Regions from separate parts of the Mus musculus genome. Here all the other regions are linked to region 1. Evidence: chromatin contacts called from public HiCAR-type and promoter capture Hi-C data. All regions are on one chromosome and are shown on one strand. The core of a region is the stretch at or near the end of the contact, and the rest is flanking DNA. Distances in the headings are between cores, read along the strand shown.

Region 1 (4,171 bases), core at 497-2,996:
GGTCTCTGTGCTGTTTTTTTGTCTGAGACACACACACACACAATAATAGAAAGAGGAGGAGGTGGTGGAGGAAGAAGAGGAGGAGAAGGAGGAAGAAGCAGCAGGTGGTGGTGGTGAGGATTATGATTTGGGGTTGGAGAGCTGGCCCAGTCTGTAATGTGCCTGTTCTGTAAGCAGAGGATTTGAATTTGGATCCTAAGCATTCAGGTAAAAAGCCTGGATCCCAAAAGCAGGGCACGGGGCATCCTAACATTTGGGAGGCAGATTTATCGCTGTGAGTTCGGAAAAACTAGCCTGATCTACATAGAAAGTTCCAAGACAGCCAGGGCTACATCAACTTTTCTTCGAGAGAGAGAGAGAGAGAGAGAGAGAGAGAGAGAGAGAGAGAGAGAGAGAGAGAGAGAGAGAGAGAGAGAGAGCGAGAGAGAGAGCCGGGCATTGGTGGCGCACACCTTTAATCCCAGCACTTGGGAGGCAGAGGCAGGTGGATTTCTGAGTTCCAGGTCAGCCTGGTCTACAGAGTGAGTTCCAGGACAGCCAGGGCTGCAAAGAGAAAGCCTGTGCTTTACGAGTATTTATTTCTACATCCATTTTTGACTTCAGCCAAATCTTCAGGAAGCTTTCTGAGCAGGATGACCACAACTTTACTGAAGAATCCAATCACCCTGATTTTCTGCCCCAGAGCACTCTTTCTGACACTCAAGCATTGGACAAGCAGTCCAGAAGTATAAGAGCATTGATAAGATCTCTTGCTGGGCGGTGGTGGTGCATGCCTTTAATCCCAGTACTGGGGAGGCAGAGGCAGGCGGATTTCTGAGTTCGAGGCCAGCCTGGTCTATAAAGTGAGTTCCAGGACTGCCAGGGCTATACAGAGAAACCCTGTCTCGAAAAAATAAATAAATAAAAAGGATCTCTTCCCCCCCCCCACCTTAAACACGTTAAGACAGCTGACCTTAAACTCCACAAGAAACTGAAGTTGACCTTAAATTCCTGATTCTCCTCCCTCCAGCGCCCAAGTGCATTACAGGCTTGGATCACTATGCCCAGCCCGGTGGGCATTACTTTTTATCCAATGAACTCCCCTGCGTGTACTGTCACTATTGCCACCACAATCTAAGAGTAAATAACAGAAACCTTAAGTACAGCACTTGAGATAAGTGGACCCCCACACCACCTGCTTTAACCTTCTGATCCTCTTGTTTAACCCGCTAAGCAGCACGCACTGACAACATTGGAACATCTGATACTTAAAAAGAGGAAAAGAAAACTGAGGCCTCTAGGTTCTAGGCCTCAACGTCAAATCCAGAAAAAGAAGAGGGGCTGAGGGGAGGAGTTAGAGCCTAGAGACTTTTCTTCCTAGGATCCCCCTGAAGTTAAAACAGACTAAAACCAAACACCTCCAGACAGACAGGTAAAACGTTCAGCGTACAAACTGATGCTGCGCAGGCGCAAAAAAGCAGGCCTGGGCTCTCAGGTTCAACCGGCCTCCAAACAGTGTGGCAGAAGGGACAGCACGGTCACACAGTTCAGAGTTCTCAATGCCTCCCTCCCTAACCCAGTCCTCAAGCCTTTCAGGAAGTGCCCGGAGGCCCCCTTTTTAGTCATTGGCCGTCCCTCGCTCCGGGTCCAGGATAGGGCGGAGCATAGAAAGCCGGAGCCAGGCGCGCGCCCTGACGCGAGGACCGAAGAACTGCTTTGCCTATCAAGTTCTCACCTCTTTGTCTGCCGCCTTCTCCTCAATGCCGAGCAGCGCGTACAGATCCATTTGTAAGAGCTCTTTGGTCACCGCCATGGTTCTAGTCCAAACTTGAATTGATACTACAACTCCCAGGAGTCTGAGCGTGTGCGTGGGCGCGGGGCTTACTCGCTCCGAGCCGGCCCAAAAGCGCGCTAAGCCTCCTGGGATGATGCCTTCCGATTCTCGTCTGACTGGCTGTGGAGGAGCGCGCTGCGGAGAATGAACTACGACTCCCAGCATGCCCCACTCCGCTGCCGCCCCGCCTTGGTGAGTGCAAAGTCAGAATTCTCCGCGCTGGGCCGCCCCTGGACAGCGCCGATGGGCGTGTGGGACTGGGCTGCACAACCTGAGGGTCTGAGAGGCCTACCCTGCGCTGGTGAGAGGCTAACCTACCAATTCTGCAGCGCCGAGAACTGCTATGGAGAGCAGGTGCTACGGCTGTGCTGTCAAGTTCACCCTCTTCAAGAAGGAGGCGAGTGTACTCCCAGAAAGCCGAAGGGCCAAGGGAGGACGCGGGGCGAAGGGAAGGGAGTTGCAGGCTAAAGACCGTTTGACGGCTTCTTTTCAGTTGTGTGGTTTTGATGAAGTAACCCGGTTAACCTCTCTGTAAAGTGGGTCGGATGCCCACCCGTTTCCGGGTTAAGATGATGGTCTGATGAGGTTCAGTGAGGTAAAAGCACTTCCTGCAAATCCCGATGACCTTAGTTCGAACCCCAGGACCCACATGGTGGAAGGAGAGAACTCCTGAAAGTTATTCTCTGATCTCCACACACATGCCATGATATGCATATGTCTGCACGCATACACTCACAAAGAAATAATGTAAATTAAGAAAATGTAAAGTAGCTTCGGTGAGGTGCTGTAGCTGAAAAGACCCTAGAAATTGTAAAGTTTCCAAAAGCTACACTTTTTTTTTAAATCTCCACCTACATTCTATCCACTCCCCTTCTCTCCATCTCTGTCTTTAAAGTCATCCCATGCATGCCGGTTGCTCTCTGTTCTGAAACCTGCCCCGTCCACAGCTTGCCCTTTTCTCCCCAGGGCACAATGAAAAAGCCTTCTTCTCAACCACATTCCCCTTGTGAGCTGCAAGGGAAGTAAATGGGACGAATTCATGGTGTATAGGATTGGAGCACTTACATATCAATTTTGGTGTCAGAGTTCAAATTTCAGCTGCCCTGTCTTATTCAAAGAATGATCTAATTGAACGGTCATGTAATTTCACTGGCCCCTGTTAAAATAGAGATAATACTGGTGGGCATCAGGATCAAATATGATGACGTATGTAAGTGATGATGGTTATAACAAATGATGAATTTTAAGGTGCAGGCTTAGTGCCTGGCACACACTAAGTACTTAATAATTGAAGCTATTGTTACAACCCTATCCTGAGGCGAACCTCCCACCATCTCTACCAGAACAGAGAAAGCACGGGATCTGCACCCAACTCTGATTCTTTTTGTTGACAAGCCAGGGACCTGACACACTGGGCCTTGTTTGTCTTTGCACTACACCCCCATGGTAAGAAATTGAAAATGGTAGAAAGCATGTGAATTTTGCCTGAAGTTTTATCTAATTTGAATAAGACTCCGGAAACAAGGAATTGCTGAACCCATCTCGGCCAGAACCCTAGGGATACCACTCTTCCTCCTTCCTTCAAAATCTGGTCACAACTTCACTTCCTTCTTTCTGTGAGTGCTTAGAGGGTCTCAGAGAAGAGCCATCGGGGCTGGGTGAGACATGCTTCCTCCTGCTTCCTGTTTCTTATAGTATGGCTGTAAGAATTGTGGCCGAGCCTTCTGTAACGGCTGTCTTAGCTTCAGCGCTCTGGTACCCCGGGCTGGCAACACACAACAGAAAGTCTGCAAGCAGTGCCACACAATCCTGACCAGGTGAGAGATGGGCTCTGACAAGGGTTCAGACAGACATGACAATAAGCATCTGGTCAGGCCTTGTGGCCTTGTGCGCCCTGGCCAGAGGTCTGCCTGGGAAGTATTTGGGGTAGAAATTACCAATGGGAAGGAGGGCAGGACTTCTGACACCATTGTCCTCTGATGTCCTTTCTCCAGAGGGTCTTCTGACAATGCTTCCAAGTGGTCACCACCTCAGAACTATAAGAAGTAAGTGCTGAGAAGAAGACAAGTGGGGCTGGGAAGAAACAAGGACACCACTACCACATCTCTCCTTCCAGTCTCCAGAGCAAATGGGTGCAGGGCAGAGAGAATGCCCACCTCCAGGCTCCTGGCTTCCCTCTTGGATCCTGAAAGCTGCTCATTAACCAGTTATCAGAAAAGGCATTTGGGAGCTCCTTCCCTGTCAGGCATACCCTCCTGCTGGTCATCTGGGTTAGGCTGTGGTACCACATGAATAGAGGCCACAGAAGATGGCCTGTAGAGGCCCAGATTGATTTGAATGGGTGCCATCAGTCTTCTC
Region 2 (4,171 bases), core at 1,124-3,623, 760 kb after region 1:
AGCTGTGTTTGGAGAGCAGGATGATACATTTGGGAGTAAAGAGATTGCTTCTCTTCACATTGCACTTGGACACGTTTTGAGGAATCTATGAAGCACAACACTATTCCCATACTAGCATCTTTTTTTTTTTTTTTGACCTTAGCTTGAAAACACCCAATTTCAAGAGTTTTGTTCCCTCATTAAACTTTCTCAACTTCAATGAGTCTCACCTTTAGATATGGAAAGCAAGTGCTTAGAGTTGCCTGTGCAGATCAGACCAGATGAAAATATTTCAGGAATGAAGGTGTCTTTAAGGAGCTAAGCCATAATAGCTTTGGGCGAGAAAGGACGGACACTTTGCAAACCCATAAAAGTGAAACAGATTGCCCAAAGAAAATATGATAAACCCGGTCAGAGAAGAGCAGGACCTGTAGTACACAAATTAAAACACCAGGTGGTGGCATTTGTTAGCAATGTACAGCAGCTTTGTGAGTAGGTCAAATCGCAGATGATTAATGGTGCCGAGTTAATATAGTTAGAGGTGATCATTCTTGTCTTCGGGTCTAGGCGGTAAAATTGGAAGTACCATTTTAGTTTCCTAAAATCTATAATGTGTGGCTTTAGGCGTCCAGTTGCTGTTGACATTTGTATCCAATACGTAGCTATATAGTACACAGGTACCTTCCTGTTTGAACACAGATTGTGCAAGTACCACTAAACTTTTTTGTTTGTTTTTTGTTTTTTCGAGACAGGGTTTCTCTGTATATCCCTGGCTGTCCTGGAACTCACTTTGTAGACCAGGCTGGCCTCGAACTCAGAAATCCGCCTGCCTCTGCCTCCCAAGAGCTGGGATTAAAGGCATGTCCCACCACCGCCCGGCCACTAAACCATTTTTTAAGGATCCTTCCCTCTAACTACCATTTTCCTCAGCAGTTCCTACGGTCTGGAATGGGGGACATGTCAGTGTACTGTTCTAGTTGGGTACAGGCCTTTTGGCTTAAGCTAGCCTTTTCAGAAGGCAGTTTTATTTTATTTAAAGAAATTATGTGTTTGGGTGTTTTGCTTGGTGCCTATGATGGAGGCCAAAAGAGGGAGACAAATCCCTGGGAACTGTTGTGATATGCCATAAGGGTGCTGGTAAATTAAACCTGAGTCTTATGAAAAGAAGCCAGCGCTCTTAATCACCAATCCATCTGTCCAGCGCTCCCCAACCCCCAAGGTAATTTCTTGAAGTAGTAGCTAGATGAAAAATTCTAGCCAACTTACAAATCTATGAAGCATGAGTATGTGGTATTTCCCCTATCTCCATGAGCTAGAACAAAACAAAACAAACAAAACCTGATAGCAGCAAACTTTGACATCGGTGTCAGCCCTAGGGGTGTTTGCAATTTTTGAAAAGACAGAAAAGATCTGGAGTAGCAAAAATACTGTTAATGCTGTTAACAGTATTTCTTGTTAAATGCTATAAGGACGTTGGCAGCTAAGGAAATGATGGATTATATCATGGGTGCCTTTTCAGTTCACAACCTACCCTAAGGCTCTATTTTGAGGCTTGAGTCTTCCATCACTGATAGATTAAGTTCAAAAGTGTGTAAATTGAGTTACTCTGCGTGAGTCATTGTGTTAGGCTGGCCGGAATCAGAAACGATTCCAACTGCGTTAAATCCCAGCACTTGGAATGGAAAGGAGTTCTTTTGGCAGCATCCCAAACCCCCCCCCTCCTTTTTTTTTTTTTTTTTTTTTTTTTTTATGAGTTAGGAATTAAATTTCAGCCGTAATCTCCTAGGCCCACCAAATATCAATCTTAGGCCTGGAGGCGTGGTTATCAAAGTTCTCTAAGAGGACCATGCCTGATAATACCGTAAAAGGCCAGGTTCTCTCAATTCTAAAGCAATATTACATTGACCTTCCTTTAGGAGCGGTACCCACAATTATACTGTGCAGAATCCGAGACCTCTGCGTTCTTGGTTCATTCCTTGGTTCCGCCCCCATAGGCATCAGTCGTCCAATCGGGAACCAATCTGCCACAGACCGCACCCCCTTTACTAGGCCCCGCCCTCCCAGCGCAGCTCGGCCCAGGCTCTAGTTCGCGTTTTGAGCCGCTGGTGCCACCATAGCTACTGCTGCGGCTGCGGCAGCAGAGCTGAAGCCGTCGATCGCGATGCCGGAGGGCGCTGTGAGCTGGGCCCCAGCGAACGGGGGCGCTGACGAGTAGTAGGGTTTCTGAAGTAGGCAGTGGGTGTGGGGGGCTAAAACGGAGCTCCCAAGACTCGGGTGCGGGAGGGAGCTTCTCGCATCGGCTCGGGCCAGCGTGAGCCCGGCGGCCAGCTCGGTGCTTCGGCCCCTTGCCCAGTGGCTTCGGAGGCCTCCTCCCTTGGACACCTCAGTTACCATGGGAACACTTGGGCTGTAACCGGCGCCCGACTGGTCACTAGTTCATCCGATTCTTCAGTTAAACGCCTCTGGCAGGTGTGGGCCTGACATTTCTTCACTCCAGGGGTCGTCCTCCCCTTGTAAAAAAAAATCTAGCAGGCTAGGGTGGGGATGGGGAGTGGGAAAGCGCAGGGCAATGCCCAGAGTAAGAGTTGGTGACAAGCAGAAGACACCTACTGTGATGATAAGGTTGCTTCTGCCATCTCAGGCCAGTGAAAGTGCATATCCGAAGGCTGTGTTGAACGAGAAGGCAGTACCGCTGTTGAGACAAGTCCAAAGGCTAGGCCAGGGACTGTCCTTAGGGGCTCCTCGTTATGATGGCTGGAGAAGGGTCAACCATTACTAGCCGTATCAAGAACTTGCTGAGGTCTCCATCCATCAAATTACGCAGAAGTAAAGCAGGAAACCGGAGAGAGGACCTCAGCTCCAAGGTGAGTCCTGTTGGGAGCCACCTCTTACCTACTCTGTCCTCTCCTGCACTTCGTTCCTTTTTTTTACCTTTCTCTTTCTTGAGGGGCAGGAAGGGGGTGGAAGAATGAAATTTCTCTGTTGGCTTTAAAAGATCATATACGCTTATCTTTGACGACCTGATTTGAAGTTGGAAGAACAGCAGGCGTGGGTGGGCATGCTGAGACGCAGCCATGGCTTGAAGAAGGGCATAGGAAGGCAAACTGGGTTTAACAGGGCCTCAGTTTAAACTAAGTGTGTGCTTGGGAAACAAGTTGACATTTTATGACTCAGTTTCTCTTCTTAGAAGAGTACAGTGAGATCACATATTCTGTAAAGGACCTAGCTGTGACTAATGTATTAGTGTAACAGTTGGGGTTATAATGCCAGACTGTACAACAGAAAGAATATACTAATACACTTCATCTAAGAGAGCAAAACAATTTTTTGACAAGCTTAGTGATGCATGCCTGTAATCCCAGCACTAGGGAGTCAGAGGCAAGTTCAGCCTGGTCTATATAACAATTTCCAGGGGGAGCCAGGGCTACATAGTGATACCCTGTCATGTTCAAAGATGTAGAAGATTGGGCTGGCAAGATTGGACTGGTAGAGACCTTTGCCAACAAGCCTGATCTGATTTTGATTCCTCGGACCCACATGGTGGAAGGAGTAAACCAACTCCTGGAAGTAGTTCTCTGATCTCCACATGTGCATGCACATATGCAGGGGAAGAAATAAATGTAAAATGGTTTATCTCTTTAAGATACTTAAGTTGCTGGGCTAGAGCGATGGCTCAGTGGTTAAGAGCATTGGCTGCTCTACCAGAGGTCCTGAGTTCAATTCCCAGCAACCACATGGTGGCTCACAACCATTTATAATGAGGTCTGATGCCCTCCCTCTTCTGGCATGCAGGTGTACATGCAGATAGAGCAATCATATCCATAATATAATATAAATAAAGATACTTAAGTTGCTTTAACTGGAACGTCTTGGTTTCTCGTGATAACATGAAGGAGCCACGTGTGTGTGCCAGAAAGGCAGCTCTCCTGGTCTGTCCTTGTGGCACTGCTCATTCTGAGCATTGTATGCCAGCATCCTTCTTCTGGGCAGACGTTCATCCATCTTCCATTCTTATACATGTCTGGGATTTGGTCCTTATACTTTTTTTTTTATTTGTTTGGTTTTGTTTCAAGGCAGGCTCTTGTTACACAGTCCTGGATGGGTTCGAACTATAAACTTGTGCCACAGCCTTCTGAGTGCTGGGATTGCTGGCATGCCCAGCTCATATTTTATTCAGTTTTGAGACTCATCA
Region 3 (4,171 bases), core at 661-3,160, 730 kb before region 1:
TCCATTGATTCAGACTGATATAAGCACAATTCAAACTGTCATAAAAGAAATAATACCTAGGAAAAAGGCTGTTTCACATTTGTGGCAGCCAACCATAACGGCAATGTAGCCTTGCTTTACCTTGACAGTCGTCTCAAGAGAACATCAGCTACCGTCCGCAGTTTCCTGAGTATCCTGTACTACTGTCATTACAGGCTCGCTATAGAATTAAGAAGCATTCGCTCTGAATCCAGGGAATCTTTGTTTTGCATATTCACCCTTTCATAAAAAGATCATGGTTCTTGACTAGATATCCTCTGTAGTGCCAAGCCTAACCTGTAGCTACATTTGTTAAGTGAGCCACAAAGACCTGGAAAAAAACAGGTTAAAAATAATCATCTAATTCCCAGAACCTATGTACTGATGGAGCAGCAGAGAAAGAAAACACAGCCAGTCATGCTTCACAGCAACTCCTAGGAAAACGGACCACATGCTCACTACCACGGACTCCAGCAGAACAAGCATTCGGCCTCTACTTTCTGCCTAACAGTTTATTGCTGATAGTTTGTCCTACAAAAACAGGAACTGTGAAGGTGGTGCACACCTAGGATTCCACCACGTTGGAGACAGAGGCGACCTAAGGAACCTCAGTTACCCGAGACCTTATCCCAACCAAACAACCCACCCCCTCCACCAAAAAGAAGCAGAAGTAGATCCTGATCCCACAACAGCCTGGGAGTGACAGGCCAAAATGACAGGGAAGGGGGACCCGGACCTAATCCTGACATGCCCCTCCTCCCTCGGGGTGGGGGTGAGGCTCAACCCAGAGCGATGACTTAGCGGGATGAAGACCCTGGCTTGGGTCACATCTCCAACTTCACAAAAACCATCACTGTCATCTGTCTCAGTTGATGAGACACTCCTGTGACACCAGCACGGGCTGAAGCGCCTGGTGTGAGCTTCCTAAATCACAAGTTCAAAGTCAGCCTGAGTAGACTGCAAGACACTATTTTAATTTTTTTTAAATGTGTTCCCCTAGCTAGCACTGAGATAGGTTGCTCCTGTACCTTGGCTACTTGAGAGAAAACTGACTTTTTCTGAGTCGGCCAGGCCAACTCAAAAGAAAGCAGAGCCTTAAGAAAGGCCTCCAGCTCACCACGGTGCTGATCTTCCTTTTCCCATCCGTGGCTCTCAACAGACACTTGTTTTCTGCGGGCTCGAGGCCCTCCACAGAACTCTTCCTCGGGATAGGTTTGGTGCGACCGTCATCTGTGTTTAAGAAAAAAAAAAGTCCACCCAGGTAAACACCACCACAGGCGTTGCTTCTGGGTCCAAAGTGATGATCGTAAGGAAGGGTCCGCCATCACTCAGGATACAGCCAAAACTAGGAGCAACGACTCGCTCGATAAACACTGGGACCCCGAGGCATATTCTTCCTCACTAACGGAGCGGGGGCCGGGCTGCCTGACAACGGGCGTCGGACACACTTGGGGCCCCACTGTCACGGTGAGTGGGTGGCCGGCGCCGCACCGGCCACGAGCCCCGGAGGTGGCCGGTGCGGACAGGCCGGGGGCCGGGCTGTCCCCTCCCAGGCGGCCCCGGAGATTGCTTACATTTCTTGAGGGTGATGAACACGCTGCCCGACGAGCGGCACTTCTGGAAGAGCCTGGTCAGCTCCGTCAGGAACTGCAACACAACACGCCCCGTTAGGCAGCCTCCGCTCCTCGCCCCGCCGCCTCACGGCCCCGGCCCGCCCGCAAAGGGAGAACCGCGACCCGAGCTGACCCCACTCGCTCGAGTCCCGGGCCCTCCGGGGCCGCCGGTACCTGCTCGCTCTCGAGCAACACCATCCTGGGCTCCGCAGGTCCGACGCCGTCAGCAGAAGCCTCCAGCGGTTACAGCCGGAAAACTCGCTCGCGCTGGGCGGGACTTCCGCTTTAGTTGCACGTCTTCCGTCAATCCTCGCTTCGCTCGGGTTGCCTTGCGCCTGCGCGCTCGGCGCCTCCTCCCGCGTCTATCCAGGATGAGGAGTGACGCTTGCTTTCGGTGGTTGGACTGCGTTGTCAAGCTACACCGTAGGCTGTAGGAGGGAATGAGAGCAAAAGAAAGACTGGATAGACATATGCAAGTCACCCAAGAGTCCACTGACTCACTTTCCCCATTTTTTACACAATGATCTGGTTTCTCAGAACTTGCTGATGAAGATGAAGATGTGAGGTGTTTTTATAGATGCATTGTTTACATTTAGGAATAAGTGGCCAAGGAGCTCCAAGTTAAACTCAAAGCCGAAAGCTAAAACAGCAGAGTTCGCTGTTTCAGTATCTTTGTTTGAGGTATCTTTAGACAAAGAGTACTTGCTCTGAAGGCACTGTTGATCTATCTCATCGGCAGTGCTGAAGTCAGCAGGAAGCACAGGCTAGACCCCAGAAAAAGGTGCTTTTTTTTTTGTTTTGTTTTTTTTTTTTTGTTTCCAGGGTCCATAGTTTTTTCTTTCTATCCTACTTCAGAGGGTGGGAAAATATGTGAAAGTGATTGGAGAAGGAGCCGGGGATCACACGGGGCCTTTGCCACCGTTAGCAGGGCCCATAGCCACAGAAGGCTCAGATGTTGTTCCTGGTAGAAAGAGGGGAGTGGGGAGGGAGTGGCTCATCGGTGGAGTGTGAGTATCTGGATTTAAGATGTTTAAAAATCTTAAATTCAGACAAGAATGATGGCCCATGACTTTAATCTCAGCACTCAGGAGGCAGAGACAGGCAGAGGATCTCTGAGTTCAAGGCCAGCCTAAAGTGGAAACTTCTGGTTTCTTTGGTAAATCGGTTATATCAAAGAACATTTCGCTGAAGCAGACACAGGTAAAAGGATGTTTAGAAAGAATGAGAGATGAAGGATTCTTCGATAACAACATGCATGCATTGGTTCACCTTACATTGAGTAGCTGAGCTCCGTTTGTCATGACCCCATAGAGAGAAATGCACACACACACACACACACACACACACACAAAAACTTCTGGTGATATGCTGCAGTTTCTTGCCACTTCCTCGGACTCCAGCCAATTGGCAGAGTGATGTCAGCTGATACAGACTCATGGAGTTTTGCTAAGTCAGACTGAGGCAAGACCCTTAGAGGACACGTGATGTTTGGAGGGAGTATAAATAGGACTCAATGGACAGTGATGGGGGCTTGCATAGTTAGTTTTGGAGTGCTTCTCGGTCTTGCGTCTTCAATGATCTTCACGTCATTCAGAGAGACATGGCAGAGAACTTCTCCTGGCTTAATTGCTCCTGCTGGTTTTGGTGGAGGCCTGGCAGTTTCTGCTAGGTCATGCCACCACTGCTGATTCATGTTTGCCATCCCAACACTTCTGAGTTGGACTGCTGGGCTGCTTCTCGGTGTATTAATGAAGTATTTGCGAGTGGATGGAGCTGCTGCTACTGAACGCTATGAACTGAACTGCTGATTTCCTGACAATGGGGGTGGGATTTGCTCCAAAGAATAATTTCTAAACAGATACACTTCCCCTGTATCCTAATAACCTGTAGGTAGTGGGCTAGAAGGGAGGTTAGAGCATTTAGGAACCATTATTAAAAGTAGGGTTTGAGAAAATTCAAAAGTTACGCCAACCTGGTCTAGAGTAAATTCCAGGAGAGCCAAAGAAACCATGTCTCGAAAACCCGAAAAGCAAATCCAGAGAGAAGGTCTTGATAAGAATGCCGTACACAGACAATGAAAATCATATTTATATTTGAAAGATTCCCCCACCTGTGGCATAGAGAACACACTATAAAGAAGGCAGAACTGAGTGTATCTACACGTGCCTATAATCCCAGAGATAAGGAAACTAAAGTAGGAAGGTAGATGGCAAATTTGAGCCCTGCCTGGGCTACAGAGTGAGTTCTAGGCCAGTGTCTTAGGGTTTCTACTGCTGGGATGAAAACACCATGACCAAAAAGCAAGTCATGGAGGGAAGGGTTTATTCAGTTTATACTTCCAGAGCACAGTTCCATCACTGAAGGAAGTCAAGACAGGGACTCAAACAGGGCTGGTACCTGGAGGTGGGAGTTGATGCAGAGGTTATAGAGGGGTGCTGCTTACTGGCTTGCTCAGCCTGCTTTCCTATAGAACCCAGGACTGCCATCCTAGGGATGGCACCACCCACAGTGGACTGGGCCCTCCCCTACTGATCACACTT
Region 4 (4,171 bases), core at 954-3,453, 660 kb before region 1:
CACACACACACACTTCCTAAGCAGGAACCTCCAGGCTCTCGGCGAAGTCTGAACTCCAGGCTAAGCAGCAAAAACAAGAGCCAGGAATTGTAGAGCAGCCAGGTTCCCTCCTAACGTGCTAAGCCCCACCCTGCTGCACATCTCCACCCCCTCCTTGCACAACACAACAAACAGGCTCTGTGGTGTGGTGAGTGTGTCCTGGAACAGGGGACGTAACTTAGTCACTCCAGCTGGCCAGCTGGCTTAGCTCCCGTCCAGAGGAGCAAAGCTGCCTGCTCACCACAGGTTAATCTGGAGGGTTGAATCGGCCTCTAGCAAAGTGTCCAGCTAATTCTACTCGCTAATCTTCGTGACTTCCAATTCTCATCCACTCAGCCTCCCATTCCTGCCAGAGCTGAACCTGAGATAGGTGCAAAGTGCCTCGCAGAAGGAAGTGAAATTCAGCCCTCCTGCTGAGCGCTCTCTCCCTGCCTACACAGTGGGGCTGTTTCTTAGTGTTAAGTTCCTCTCGCTCCACCTGACAGCTCATGAAATTCTGCACTTGGAGTCACCCGGCAGCTTGAACTTCCAAGCTGACCTCGCCTGAGTTAGGGCCCCTGGGGCAACCAGAAGCATCAACAAGCACCTGAATGGTTAAGGAGATGCAAGGACAAATTTTGTCATCATCAGACTGCTGGGGATTCCAGGGAGTTCCGATCCCCACTTTATTGCCTTTGAAAGACAAGCCAAGTAGTTTGTGGGGCTAAGTCTTTACAGAAATCTCAGTTAGGTTCAGAAACCTTACTTTCCCAAATGCAAGCTCTGTGAGGTTCTTACTTCAACCCTCAAGCCTTACCCCATCCCACCCCTGAGCTATCCGTAGTCCTGTGCCCTCTTCCCTGGAGAATGACTCCATGCCTGCTATTGTTCCGATAGGAAAGGGGTAACTCCAGCGTAAAGTTTCCAGATGAAAGGACCAAGAGATGTCACCTAGCAGTGCTTCTTCTGTCCTTCAACCTCTTCTTTGCAGTGTGGCTATCCCAACCAAAGTAGGGACTCTCCAGAGCCAATCACAAGCAGGAGTCATTGTCTTGGTGTTTCTTTTGAAGCCTATCACTCCCCTCCCCCTCCCAGCAAAGCCCCAAAGTTCAACCCTTGCCTAGACTGGACAGTGGGGGAGGTGCAGCCAGAGGGTGTGGCTCTGAAAACGCGGAGGACCCCCCCCCACTTTGCACAAGAACTGCAGGTGGCTCTCCAGTTAGTGTGAACCTCGGAGGGGCTCTGGGCAAAGTCAAAAGTAAACTGGGGAAGAGTGGAGACCCTCAGCTTCCCTGAGCTAAAGTGGTAAAGTCCAGACTGATAGGAAGAGGGCACTTCCTGAGAGCACCGCCAGGGAATGCTTTATTCCTAGCAAAGGTCTTAAAGTCCGCTGGAGCCATCGCAGAACTTCGGCGATCCAACTAGGATGCTCAATATAAACTCCTCCTCTTAGGAGTTAGCACTAGCCAGATACCTTGAACTCAATAGTGGCTAAGATCTCAGGACACACGCGCACGCACATGCACACACGCACACACACCTGGGTGACTCCAGGACAGCGTCTCAGCCTCCGAGTTGTGATGCCAGGGCTCTGCGCCAGGGTCCAGGGTGAAGAACACTCGGGGGGCTTGGTGCCCACACTCGATTGGGAAGAAGGGGGCAAACTCCAGCTGTTAAGAAGAGGAGCCTTCAGACTCCGCAGGGAGGCAAAATGCACCACAACTTACGGCCCCACCCCACAGTTACACCCGGAGGCCAGAGCGTCCGGGAGCTTGGCAGTGGACCCCAGGATCATTTGCTCACCTACTTTTAACTCCGAATTCCAAATGCTTCCCGAAAGCCCCTCTTGGAGCAGCAACCACAAATTTGTGCTCTGCACCTCGTTCCCACATCCCTGCACCCCAACTCCCCGTGGTCACCCCAGATGCCCGCAGTCCAAACCCTTCCCCGGGCCCCCACGCGCTGCGCGACTCCGCTCCCCACTTCCCGGAGGAGGTACGATCCAACTCCGCCTAGCCCCCCGCCGCCCGGGCGCTCACCGGGCTGCGGTGGGAGGCGGTGGCGCGGGCTGCGGCAGCGACTGCTGCAGGCGCGAGCTGGCGCGGGAGGAGGCCACGGCACACCGCGCGGTATTGTTTCCAAAATACGCCCGCTCCGGGCATCCCGCAAACAGCTGATGAGGCCCCGCCCCTCTTTGCGTCACTCCAACCACTGACCAATGGCAAGTGGAGGTCCAAGTCTCAAGCTGGGCAGCTGCCAGGGACAATCACCAATGTACAAACCTTCCCTTGGAAACATTATAAGGGGCCGGGCGCATTTCTGACCTCCGTCAGAAGCGCAATTGGAGCGCTGTAGAGGGTGAGGATTCGGTTCCTAATGCAAGCCCCAGAAACGACAGAGAGTCCCTAGGTTTTCTACTAGGTAGTGGGGGGACAAGACGCCTAAGTGACTTTTGTCTACTTGGAAATGGGCTGAGTTATTGCAGGACTTCCAAAAAGCCGGCTCAGGAGGAGACTGGGAGTTTTCAGACGCGCCTTGTAATATATAGCGGAAAAAAAAAAAAACCGAGCTGCTGGTCCCTAATAAAAAAAAAGCAAAACAAATAAAAAACCAAAACAAAAAACTGCCCTCTTTCCTGTTGGGCGTGTCTGAGGAAAGCTGGAGGAGAACACGTGTGTCTGCATCTAGAACCAAATGACATTCGGATCCATCAAGTGCAAAGAAAGGCCATGTCCTCTCTTCTAGACTGTGGAAGATCACTGTTGAAAAAAGGACTCTAGCAGAGGGGAAATCAAAGGGGTAGCTCGGACAGCCCTATCTATGGCAGCAGCAGAAGGCTGTTCTTGGACTGCTAAGAAAGCAAAACGCATCTCGTGTACTATGGCCAATCTAGGGATGACTCCACATTTTTTTGAACACCTACTATGTGCCAGGTCCTGGTCTAAGTGCTAGACTTCTGGTGCCTGACCTCAATGAACCGATACTTCACATGTGAATGATGGAAACCAGCTTGAATGGTGCTATTTTAGGGATAATAAGCAAAGATTTTTGAGTCGGGCCTTGAAGAATGGGGAATATTTCACTAAATAAAAACCAAATAAAACAGTCCTGACCCAGAGAGGTCAGGGAGCTAGAATAAAGTACTTAACATGTCTGGAAAGCAAGATCAGCTGCACGCCCCCCCCGTCCCCCCTCCCCCCCATCAAGCTCTCTGGCATCTTCACTATGATTTAGGATGTGAGGGTATGGGCAGGTAGATTCAGGTCAGATTGCAGAGGTGCCCCCTGGAATACCAGGCTGAGGAGTCTGTATTTTTTAAAAGTAATTTGTTAATTTTTATTTTATGTGCGTTAGTGTTTCGCCTGTATGTATGTCTTTGTGACAGCGTGTCATCCGGAACCAGAGTTACAGACAGCTATGAACTGCCGTGTGAGTTCTTGGAATTGAACCTGGGTCCTCTGGAAGAGCAACCAGTGCTTTTAACCACTGAGCCATCTCTTCAGCCCCAAGGAATTACTTTATAGAGGACTGGTAGCAAAGATTTTACAGAAGATGAATTTTGGGGAAAACTGAGTGGGGAGGCAGAAATCAGTGAAAGGAACAGAGCCCTGCCACAACCTAAATGAGCTGCAATAGAGACACGGGCAAAGCAGAGAAGCTGGGCTTAGTTACAGTCTCTACTTACAGTCTGCTCTAAGATACAAGCTGGCTGGATCTGGGGCTCCCAGACTCAATTGTCTTTGGCTATTTTTTGTTTTAAAATTTTTATTTATTTACTTTGGTTTCTTTCTTTCTGTTTTTCTTTTTTAATTGTTTTTAGATATATTTATTTTTACTTTATTCGTGTGGGTGTTTTGCCTTCATGCATGTGTGTGTACCAGGTGTGTGCCTGATGCCCAAGGGGACTATAAGAGGGGGTGGAATCTCCTGAAATTGGAGTTAAGGATGGGTGTGAGCCACCATGTGGGTGCTGAGAACCAAACACTAGTCCTCTGCAAGAGCAACAAGCGAACTTCACTGCAGAGCCCCCCCCCTTTTTTTTGAGATAGTGCCTTGTGTGTACCAGGCTGACCTCAAACTCTGTATGTAGACAATGATGACCTTCTGCCTCCAGCTCCCAAAAGCTGGGATTGCAGCCCTGCACCCTCCTGCC
Region 5 (4,171 bases), core at 574-3,073, 610 kb before region 1:
ACAACCAAACACTAAATCTCTAGTCTCCTATAACACGTATTGGTAACTTAAAACCCTGTCAGGAGCATCTCATCACTATTTAGCCCTGTTTTCTATATGATGGTTAGGAGAAAGTGGAGTATAATCTGGCACTTTTTGATGGGGCAGCATAGAGGTCCAAGAGTAGGGAGCTGGGTGAGGAAACTCACTGGATAATGGTGGAAATAGAGAGGTGGGAATCTACCACAGACACACACCTCAGTTGCTTCAGAACTTGATTTGTTCTGATGGGTAGATTGTGCCAACTCGTCCTTTCCCTCAGGTTCACTGTCTTCTGTAGAGAAATTCCCATGGCTCCCCTCTCTACTCCAGAGCCTAGTTGGAAGTTATATGCTCAAATGACTAATTTATCTGTTTCTGGTCTGGGTATCGACGCCCTGACATTCCTTGTTTGTTTGTATACCCCCGCCCCAACAAACGGAGAAAAATTTGACAGAATGGGCTATGTACACCTCTAAGGAGACGAGAGAGGGAGGGAAGATTGAGTCTTAAGGGAGAGGCAGTGCAGTAAGGAAGAGAGTGTAGTACAGGATACAGCAGTCCTGGAGAGCAGTGCAGTATTGTTGCGAGGGAGAGTAGAGCAGCACGGGAGGGAGAGGGAGGCAGGTTGAAAAGAGAACAAGCTGGACACAGGTAAAGACAGAATGAGCAAGAGATTGAGAAAGAGCCAGAAGATTAGGAAATAGAAAAGACTGCTAGAGTGAGTTTGAGGCCAAGCAGAGCAATTCAGGGGCTGGGAGAGAAGCCAGATTGAGTCAGTCAGCTGGGAGAGGAGTTTGAGCCAGAACAGCTGAGTTGAACCAGCCAGGTAGACTTCAGAAAGAACAAGAAAGGGTGAGCTTATTCAACAAAATTGAGAGGCTGACCTAGATTAGATCTTATGGAGGCTAGAATTTTCTAGGAGTGGATCTAGGTCAGCAGATGGAGGCAGTAAGCCCCTCAGACAACAATCACAACAGGAGAATAAAAGTTATTTTTATAGCCTGATCTACAGAGCGAGTTCCAGGATAGCCAAGGCTACACAGAGAACCCTTGTTTTGAAAAACAAAAACAAACAAAAAACAAAAGCAAACTTTTTATTGTGAAGTAAAGTTGCCCTGGATGGTCTTGAAGTCTTGGTCCTCACATCTCAGTCTCCAGAGTAGCTGAACTATAGGCCTGCATTACCAAGCCTTTAGCTCCAGTGAGACAGGCAAAGCGCTTACCCTGTTTGTATTCTGTGTTAGATCGTAGTTTACAGGACATCTGGTAGGCTGCATGAGAGAACAAATGGTACACTTCCAAGAGAATTTAAAGGAAGTTGGTCAAAGTTGAGAAGTTGTAGAGGTCAAAGGGCTTGCTGGGGAAAGGAAGTGCAGTGCTAAACCAGGTCTTGTGTAAAAGAGAAAAACGAGAACACAGTCTTTCCACAGGAAACAGCTGGGTGAGAGTGGCCTAAGGATCCCTGGACAGGTGTTAAGACCTGGGGCTCAGACAAGACCTAGGCGTAGCACAGTTAATTGTTCGGAGCAACCCAGAAGAGTAATGTACTCAAAGACACGTTATGAAACTGAAACCATCAAAGAACCTCTTGTTAATAAAGTGTCTCTCCCTGGGTTCGAAGGCTTGTCTTAGAAAGGAAACACAGAGCAAACTCGAAGTGCCTGAGCACGCTGCAGTGCTAGGACAACCATTGGTCCTTGCACCTCAAACCTGAAACTACAACTCCCATTGTGCATTGCGCAGCGCGTGCTTAAACCCGGGATACACTACAATCCCCAGAATGCTTTGGGAGGAGCGGGAGCGGGGAGCGGCGAGGCTACGTCTGCGTCAAGAGACGTTAAATTTGAAACTTGGCGGCCCGTGCGTGATGGGGGCGTGAGGAGGCTATTCTGAGAAGGAATCGGGTGCGTGGTTTTGTTTAGGAGCACGGGGTGACGATCTTCGCAGCTCCAGAGCCAGCTGAAGGTTGAGGGAGACTCAGTTAGCACTCGGAGGATAAAGGTCTGCGGAAGGGCGAGAGCAAGTATTGGGAATGCAGGATGGCGGAGGCGAGGTAAGGACCGGACGCAAATTGCTGCCGCTGGGTGCTCGGCTGGCGAGGGGAGGATCGAGGAGGTCGGCCAAGAGCAGGTCTCCCCAAACCCCCTTCCCAACGGCGTGGAGCCCTGCATCCAGCCAGGGGGCAAGACTGGGAGAGTTTGGAATTTGCCATATGATCTGGTTCTGAAACTCACCTCAGCCGTTTTTATTTGACCTTGAACATGTTTACGGAGGGGTGGGGGCACGCAGATATTAATGCTGCTTTATGGAGTTCTGGGAGGATTCAAGATGTTTGTAAAGTACCTGCTTTCAACTAATAAGTGTTCTCACTTTGCTAGCAGCTTAGGGATCTGAAGAGCAGAGCACTTGCAGCTTTTCCTCATCATAAAATATAGAGGGTTTTTCTAGGTTAGAATTTAAGATGCATTTCAATTATGGAACTTATAATAACTGGGTAATTGCTGTCATAAGCTGTCATTCATGGAAGAGAATTTATCGACTACCATTTTGAGCACTGAAGGCGAACAGTAAAAGACACAAAATCCCAACCTTTGTGAAGCTTAAGTTCTGGGGAGGAATGAATCGGGGTGTGTGTCGCGGATGGGCAATAAGACATGTTTAACATCAGATAGAATCAGTATTAACAAGTGTAAAGCAAGAGAAGACGGCATTGGAGGTAGAACTAGTGTGGTTTCAGAAGGGTTTGGACATGTAACTCAGGAAGGGCACTTGTTCAAGGTACATAAGGCCTTAGTTCATTACCCAGCAATGAGGCTTGGGGGTGGGGGAGTCGGGGCAGAGGGAGATTTGAACAGAGGCCTCCCTGATGAGATGGCACTTGGGTCTGAACTAGAAGGAACTAGTCACGGACAGGTGAGATGGCTCTGTGGATAGAGATAATTGCTAACCAAGACTGAGGACCTGTTTGGTCACCCCTCCCCCACCCCCGAAACCCCATGGTGGAAGGAGAGAAACAACTCTAAGGTTGTGGCCTGACTTACACACACACACACACACACACACACACACACACACGGCGGGGGGGGGGGGTGAGAATAAATACATTTTTGTTTTGTTTTGTTTTTTGTTTTTTTCGAGACAGGGTTTCCCCTTATAGCCCCGGCTGTCCTGGAACTCACTATGTAGACCAGGCTAACCTCGAACTCAGAAATCCGCCTGCCTCTGCCTCCTGAGTGCTGGGATTAAAGGCGTGTGCTACCATCACCCGGCTTGTTTTGTTTAGTTATGTTTTGTTTTATAAATACATTTTTTTTTTAAAAAAGAGCTAATCATGTACGTATTTAGAAACAGGAGTGGATGCTGCTACTGGTGTCTCATTGTCAGTGGGAACCCATGTCAGACATAAAGCTGCTAGTTTTCTGTTTTTTGTTTTTTTCTAAATTTAAGTTAACTTCGCTAAACTTAAGATGCTTTTAAAAATTATTTTTCCTAGCTTTAACTTTATTTGTACAATACTGTCACCAACACCCTTGCCATGTTCTCTCTTGTGTTGAGCATTTACTTGTAGAGCGTGGGATAGGCTCTGAAGCTGAAGAGAATGATGATGCTCCTGGCGAACCAGCTGCGTCCAACCCCAAAGAGCCAGAAATCCCCTCTCTGAAGATGTCATCACAGTACTGTGCTGTAACACTGTTGGCGTGGGCTTCATTTCTGTTTCCTTCTTCCCAGTGAAGCCATGTGCCTGGAGGGAGCAGAGTGGGAGCTGAGTAAAGAAAACATACAGCCCTTACGGCACGGGCGGGTCATGTCCACACTTCAGGGAGCTTTGGCAAAGCAAGAGTCAGCCGGCCACACTGCTCTGCAGCAGCAGAAACGGTATGTAGTGGAATGCTTTGTGTTCAGCTTGTAAGTCCCTGGTGTGATAGGCAGCATGGGGGTGAAGCTGCCGAAGGCCTACAGGCAGTGGCTCTCAACCTTCCTAACGCTGTGACCCTTTAATACAGTTCCTCATGTTGTGGTGACAACCCTTCCCCCCCAACCATAGCATACTTTGCTGCTTCATAACTGTAATTTTGCTACTGTTACGTATCTGTTGTATAAGAGATCTGATATGCAACCCTGTGTGAAGGTCCTTTGACTCCCAAAGCAG
Region 6 (4,171 bases), core at 1,030-3,529, 550 kb before region 1:
AACTGGAGAAGATGATTTCTATTGTCTTGCAGGATGTGGCGTCATCTCTCTCTGGTGTCAGTGCCATTCTTCCCCCACAGAGAAACAGATACAAATTTTAATTCTTATTTTATCATTACGTGTATGTGCGTGTGTGCACATGCATGTGCATGAATGCCAAAATGCACATGTGGGGGTCAGAGGACAACTTCTCTCCCTCCACCATGGGCTCCAGCGTTCTAACTCAGGTTGTCGGGTTCAAGTGGCTGCCCTTTTACCCACTGAGCCATCTTGCTGACCTGACTCCATCCTTGGTCAGGGTCCAGCAGTTATTTGGCTGCATAAGAAAGTACCATCTGATATTAGTCAGTCCCCGATTTGTGAGCTTTCTATGGCTTCCATTTTTTCTGATCATAAACAATACTAATATATATGGAGAGAGAGAGAGATATCAGATTCGATGTAGGCCTAGAATGCTTTACATAGCCTAGGCTATCCTCAAACTAACAGTAACCCTCCTACCTTAGCCCCCCCCCCTCCAGTGCTGGAATTACAGGTGTGATCCACCATAAATTTGCTTCTGACTTAACTTGCTTCTGTCTGCTTTTAGAGCCTACGTGGACCGTTTATAATTGTTTCCTCACGATGTTATTTTGAAGGGCAAAAAGGAAAGACAGAGTTCTCTAAAACTGCCTACCTAGTTCAAGGGAAGACGTTTCCTGTTGGCCCCTGAGTGACGTTTGTATGTGGATTTTGATGTCCCTCTTGTTGGACACTGATGTTGTCCCTGTGTGCAGTCTGAGACCTTTGCACAGGCAGTGACTGGGAGTCCTGGTTTTAGAAGATTAGCTTGGTGACTAGGTAGATAAGAATGAGCAATAAATGACATAGGCCAACGGAGAAGAATGCTGATGTTTACCAAGCTCTCGGATGGACAGTCCCTGGCCGGGCAGCTTTGTCTACGGAATTCCCATAATCCTGGGAGGCAGGTGAAATTGTTTCCATTTTATAGATGATGACACTGAGGTTCAGTTGATTAAACAGCAGGCCAGAGTCACTCAATTAGTGAACAATAGAGCTGAGATGTGAGCTCAAGACTGAAAATTCAGAGCTCAGGGAGTTAGCCACATTTTAAGAATGAATGTTCAAAAGTGATGTGAATACTTTAGTGCCCCCTTGGGTAGTTAGAATCAGAAGACTTCTAGCTTTCTCGTGGCAGTACTTGTGGGTCTAGGAACACGTGGTGGGCAGTGTGGGCTGGACTGTTCACAATGGGGCAGCTACCACATAGGTTTGAGGTCAGCCTTCAGCAGAGTTTAGAGGAAGCCACAGAGAGATTATGGAATGATGCCTGGGAAAAGGGAAAAGGCAAACAATTGGCTAAGACGGGAATTTGGGCACTTCCCAGATGGACATGAGAGAAAATGACCAGTGAAGGAGGCAGGAGGCTCAAGACAGTGAGGGAGGGGCCATGCTTACGGAGTGCTCTTCAGGGAACCAGCAGGTGGGCATCCTGAGTCTCCTTTCCTCCCATGCAACTGTTTCTAGTTGTGGGAGGGGCGATGCTGGAGCAGGGGAGAACAGAAAGATGGTACCCACAGAGCTGAGTACCCCACCCTCCATCCTCACCCTTTTTGCCCTTTAGGACAAAACCAGATGAGAACGTGCAGCCCAGGTGTGGCCACGCCTGCCAGGGCTGAGACCCACAGCTGCAAACCTGGGGCGCGGATGGGAAGGGGGTTAGGCTTGGCTGTGAGCCAAGAAGGTCTGGTTTCTGGGGAACAACGGTGAGGTGAACTACAGTAGGCTCCTCTGAATCCCACCCCTCAGTCTTTTCTCTCCCTCCTCCCCCTCAGCAAAGGAAAGCAGTAAGAAACGTGTTTTTTTATAAATAGCTCCAGCCCCAGCTGATTTGTAAATTCAGTGGGTTTTTTTGTGTCAATGACATCACCCTCCTCCCCATGGCAACCCCCGACGATATCAAAATTGCCAGGCAACGTTGGAGCTGCTCGCGCCCTACAGGAGCAGGTCGCTGCCTGAGATTCTAATGGAGAAATCCCAAAGTGAGCTGGGGTGCACGGTGGAGGAGGGGTGCGCCGCGGCCGGGGCTGCCGGGCCCTGATCGATTGACCAGAGGAAGGCGGGAGCGGTTGTCGCTTGCTCCGCAGCTTGAACACACCGGGGGCTCCACGGCCAGCTCTTCCTGACAGCAGCGGCAGACCACAGCAGGTGGGGGGAGGGCACTGCTCGGTTCCTGACATGCCGGGAGCAGCAAGCAGCCATCCAGGTGACTAAGCCGGCCCACCGCCACTGAGTCACCCACCCACCCTGGCTTTTCTTCCTTCCCCCTTTGCATCTGATTATTTGGGGAGCTGAAAACTTGGAGGTGTCCCTGAGGCCCGCCCCTTCTAACTCTCCCCGCCCTACCTCGGCTTGGAGGAAAATGGAACTCGCCCGGAAGCTGCCACTACCCCCTAAGGACATGGAAGGCACGGAGGGAGCCAGAGGTGCCCATGGAGAGACCTCGGCTGGCAGAATACAATAGCAGACATGGTGTTCGGGCTGCCCGTGTGTCCTCTGAAGGTTCTGGGAGAGAAGGGGAGTCTAGTCCACACCGACTGGAGTCCTTCTGGGCTGCCTTTGCGCTCACCTCTCAAGGGGATCTTTCTGTAAAAGGAAACGTGTGGCTTCCAGGGTCACTGGTATTTGGAGAGCAAGACTGGATTGGCATAGGCAGGCCTGTGCAGGTAGGTGGCTCTGTACTGGGTGTGGACCCACGTGTGTGAGAGGGTGAGGGTGTGTCACAGTGCGTATGCGCCCAGCCAGATCTGAGGACAGCCGCTGGTCAGCAGAGAGCTGGGATGGGGACCTGACAGGGGTTGATTCTGATCGATGCTGGGCCAGCCTAGTCTTGAGTGCATGTTGGGGAGAAGGGACAGCAAACACGTGGCCTGAGCAGACAGAAGGACAGCTGCCTGCTCGGGCAGGCCCAAGCCCTGGCTGGGACCACAGGACAGAGACGTGGCCAGATGCCAAGGTAGGACGTGGTCCTGAGGCCTGGCCAAGTGTTAGGAACTAAACTAATAGGCATGGGTGTGCAGGTTCATCTCTTGTCTTCCTGACAGCCCTGAGTGCCCAGAGAACACCTTTCTAACAAGGATCTTATCACTCTCCCAGGCAGAGCTGTTCAGCTCCTATGTGTGTCCCTGCTGAGCTCAAAGACACATCCAATGAGCAGGCTACAGGCCGGGGCTCGGCTGGGGGCCACCCTGAAACCCCCTTTCAGGCATGCCCCTATGTGTGACAGGCAGAGGGGTGTGGGCCCCCTACCTCCTCCACACAACTGGCAGGCTTTTAGGCACATTGGTGAGTAAGCTGCCGCAGGCAGGGAGGTTGTGCCCACAGAGATGAGATGACACCAATCAGGGACCTTCTGGGGAAAAGCGGCTGAAAGAGAAAATCACCGGGGTCTTTCTTTTTCTTTCTTTTTTTTTTTTTGCCTAAAGGTAGCACCAAGCTTCTGGGCTCCAGACAAGCACCAGCCTACAGTGGGAGAGGGTGAGGCCCAGCTGCCCAGAAGGAGTGCCAAGGTAAGGTCTCCACTGTGGCAGCAGGTTCTGGATTCTTGAGCTGGGGACAGGGTATCCATTTATTGAGGCCACTCCTCACCTAGGCCAGAGAAGCTAACTCCGTGTTCACAAAAAAAAAAAAACAAACAAAAAAACCAAAAAACCAAAAACTGTGAGCTCTTGGACTAAGGATCCCTGAGGTGACCTGACTGTTGGCCACCCCCTCTTCAGGTAGATTTTGAAACAGCTCGGTGGAAACCAGTTTCTGGCTCTGGGCTTGTTTCTACAGTCCCTGCCTTTGCTTCCTGCTCCTGCCAGACCAAGCGAGGGCCACCAGCACTTCTTCCAAGAAGCCCTTCTCACCTGCCCCTCATGTAGTCATTCTGCAAATATTTATGGTGCGTCCTCTGCCTACTGGGCTCCAGCCCCCACTGGTGCCCTTTCCCTGAACTTAACCTGGCAGACTCTGACTCTGAAAGTCAGCATGAGGCCAGGGCCAGGGGCCTGCCTGGGGGCAAGCTAGTGCTACCCTTAGTCTTGCTTGGGCTTACCACTTCTGCTCAGGATTCTGGGCTGGTGGGCTTCATCAGGCCCCAGGAACTCAAGTCCATGCCCCAGGGAGC

What was found. Promoter capture Hi-C pulls out the DNA fragments that hold promoters and counts their contacts. HiCAR-type assays count read pairs that join an accessible place to other places. Capture Hi-C pulls out chosen DNA fragments and counts their contacts.
Region 2: a contact with region 1 is called in a promoter capture Hi-C map of erythroid cells, with 5 times the contacts expected there. The contact joins the promoter of Mapkbp1 here to the promoter of Zfyve19 in region 1. A contact is called at or near these places in 2 of 39 promoter capture datasets (erythroid cells and liver).
Region 3: a contact with region 1 is called in a promoter capture Hi-C map of liver, with 2.4 times the contacts expected there. The contact joins the promoter of Srp14 here to the promoter of Zfyve19 in region 1. A contact is called at or near these places in 3 of 39 promoter capture datasets (erythroid cells, hippocampal neurons and pre-B cells), 3 of 484 Hi-C or Micro-C datasets (B cells, CD4 T cells and memory CD8 T cells), 2 of 115 datasets of contacts at active chromatin or transcription factors (large pre-B cells and pro-B cells) and 2 of 9 other capture datasets (adipose tissue and liver).
Region 4: a HiCAR-type map of kidney shows a contact between it and region 1, with 2.9 times the contacts expected there. The contact joins the promoter of Bmf here to the promoter of Zfyve19 in region 1. A contact is called at or near these places in 2 of 39 promoter capture datasets (3T3-L1-derived adipocytes and pre-B cells) and 1 of 115 datasets of contacts at active chromatin or transcription factors (kidney).
Region 5: a contact with region 1 is called in a promoter capture Hi-C map of fetal liver, with 3 times the contacts expected there. The contact joins the promoter of Bub1b here to the promoter of Zfyve19 in region 1. A contact is called at or near these places in 7 of 39 promoter capture datasets (the SN4741 cell line, erythroid cells, fetal liver and 3 more), 2 of 484 Hi-C or Micro-C datasets (CD4 T cells and muscle stem cells), 1 of 115 datasets of contacts at active chromatin or transcription factors (microglia) and 2 of 9 other capture datasets (liver and pancreatic islet).
Region 6: a promoter capture Hi-C map of adipose tissue shows a contact between it and region 1. The contact joins the promoter of Pak6 here to the promoter of Zfyve19 in region 1. A contact is called at or near these places in 3 of 39 promoter capture datasets (hippocampal neurons, liver and pre-B cells), 1 of 484 Hi-C or Micro-C datasets (the G1E-ER4 cell line) and 3 of 9 other capture datasets (adipose tissue, liver and pancreatic islet).

Annotation. Positions count from the first base shown.
Region 1 is chr2:119,206,974-119,211,144 of GRCm38.p6, forward strand. It overlaps Zfyve19 (zinc finger, FYVE domain containing 19), which reads left to right and starts at 1,747. Exons shown (of 11, transcript NM_028054.3): 1 at 1,747-2,210; 2 at 3,509-3,630; 3 at 3,808-3,858. The coding sequence starts at 2,157. Dnajc17 (DnaJ heat shock protein family (Hsp40) member C17) reads right to left here and starts at 1,822. Exons shown (of 11, transcript NM_139139.2): 1 at 1,715-1,822. The coding sequence starts at 1,792.
Region 2 is chr2:119,970,326-119,974,496 of GRCm38.p6, forward strand. Mapkbp1 (mitogen-activated protein kinase binding protein 1) reads left to right here and starts at 2,374. Exons shown (of 30, transcript NM_011941.3): 1 at 2,374-2,843. The coding sequence starts at 2,727.
Region 3 is chr2:118,477,786-118,481,956 of GRCm38.p6, forward strand. It overlaps Srp14 (signal recognition particle 14), which reads right to left and starts at 1,911. Exons shown (of 5, transcript NM_009273.4): 1 at 1,806-1,911; 2 at 1,593-1,665; 3 at 1,136-1,248. The coding sequence starts at 1,829.
Region 4 is chr2:118,547,483-118,551,653 of GRCm38.p6, forward strand. It overlaps Bmf (BCL2 modifying factor), which reads right to left and starts at 2,204. Exons shown (of 5, transcript NM_138313.4): 1 at 2,058-2,204; 2 at 1,559-1,688. The coding sequence starts at 2,180.
Region 5 is chr2:118,596,388-118,600,558 of GRCm38.p6, forward strand. It overlaps Bub1b (BUB1B, mitotic checkpoint serine/threonine kinase), which reads left to right and starts at 1,824. Exons shown (of 23, transcript NM_009773.3): 1 at 1,824-2,074; 2 at 3,751-3,897. The coding sequence starts at 2,061.
Region 6 is chr2:118,661,298-118,665,468 of GRCm38.p6, forward strand. It overlaps Pak6 (p21 (RAC1) activated kinase 6), which reads left to right and starts at 2,280. Exons shown (of 11, transcript NM_001033254.3): 1 at 2,280-2,726; 2 at 3,486-3,569.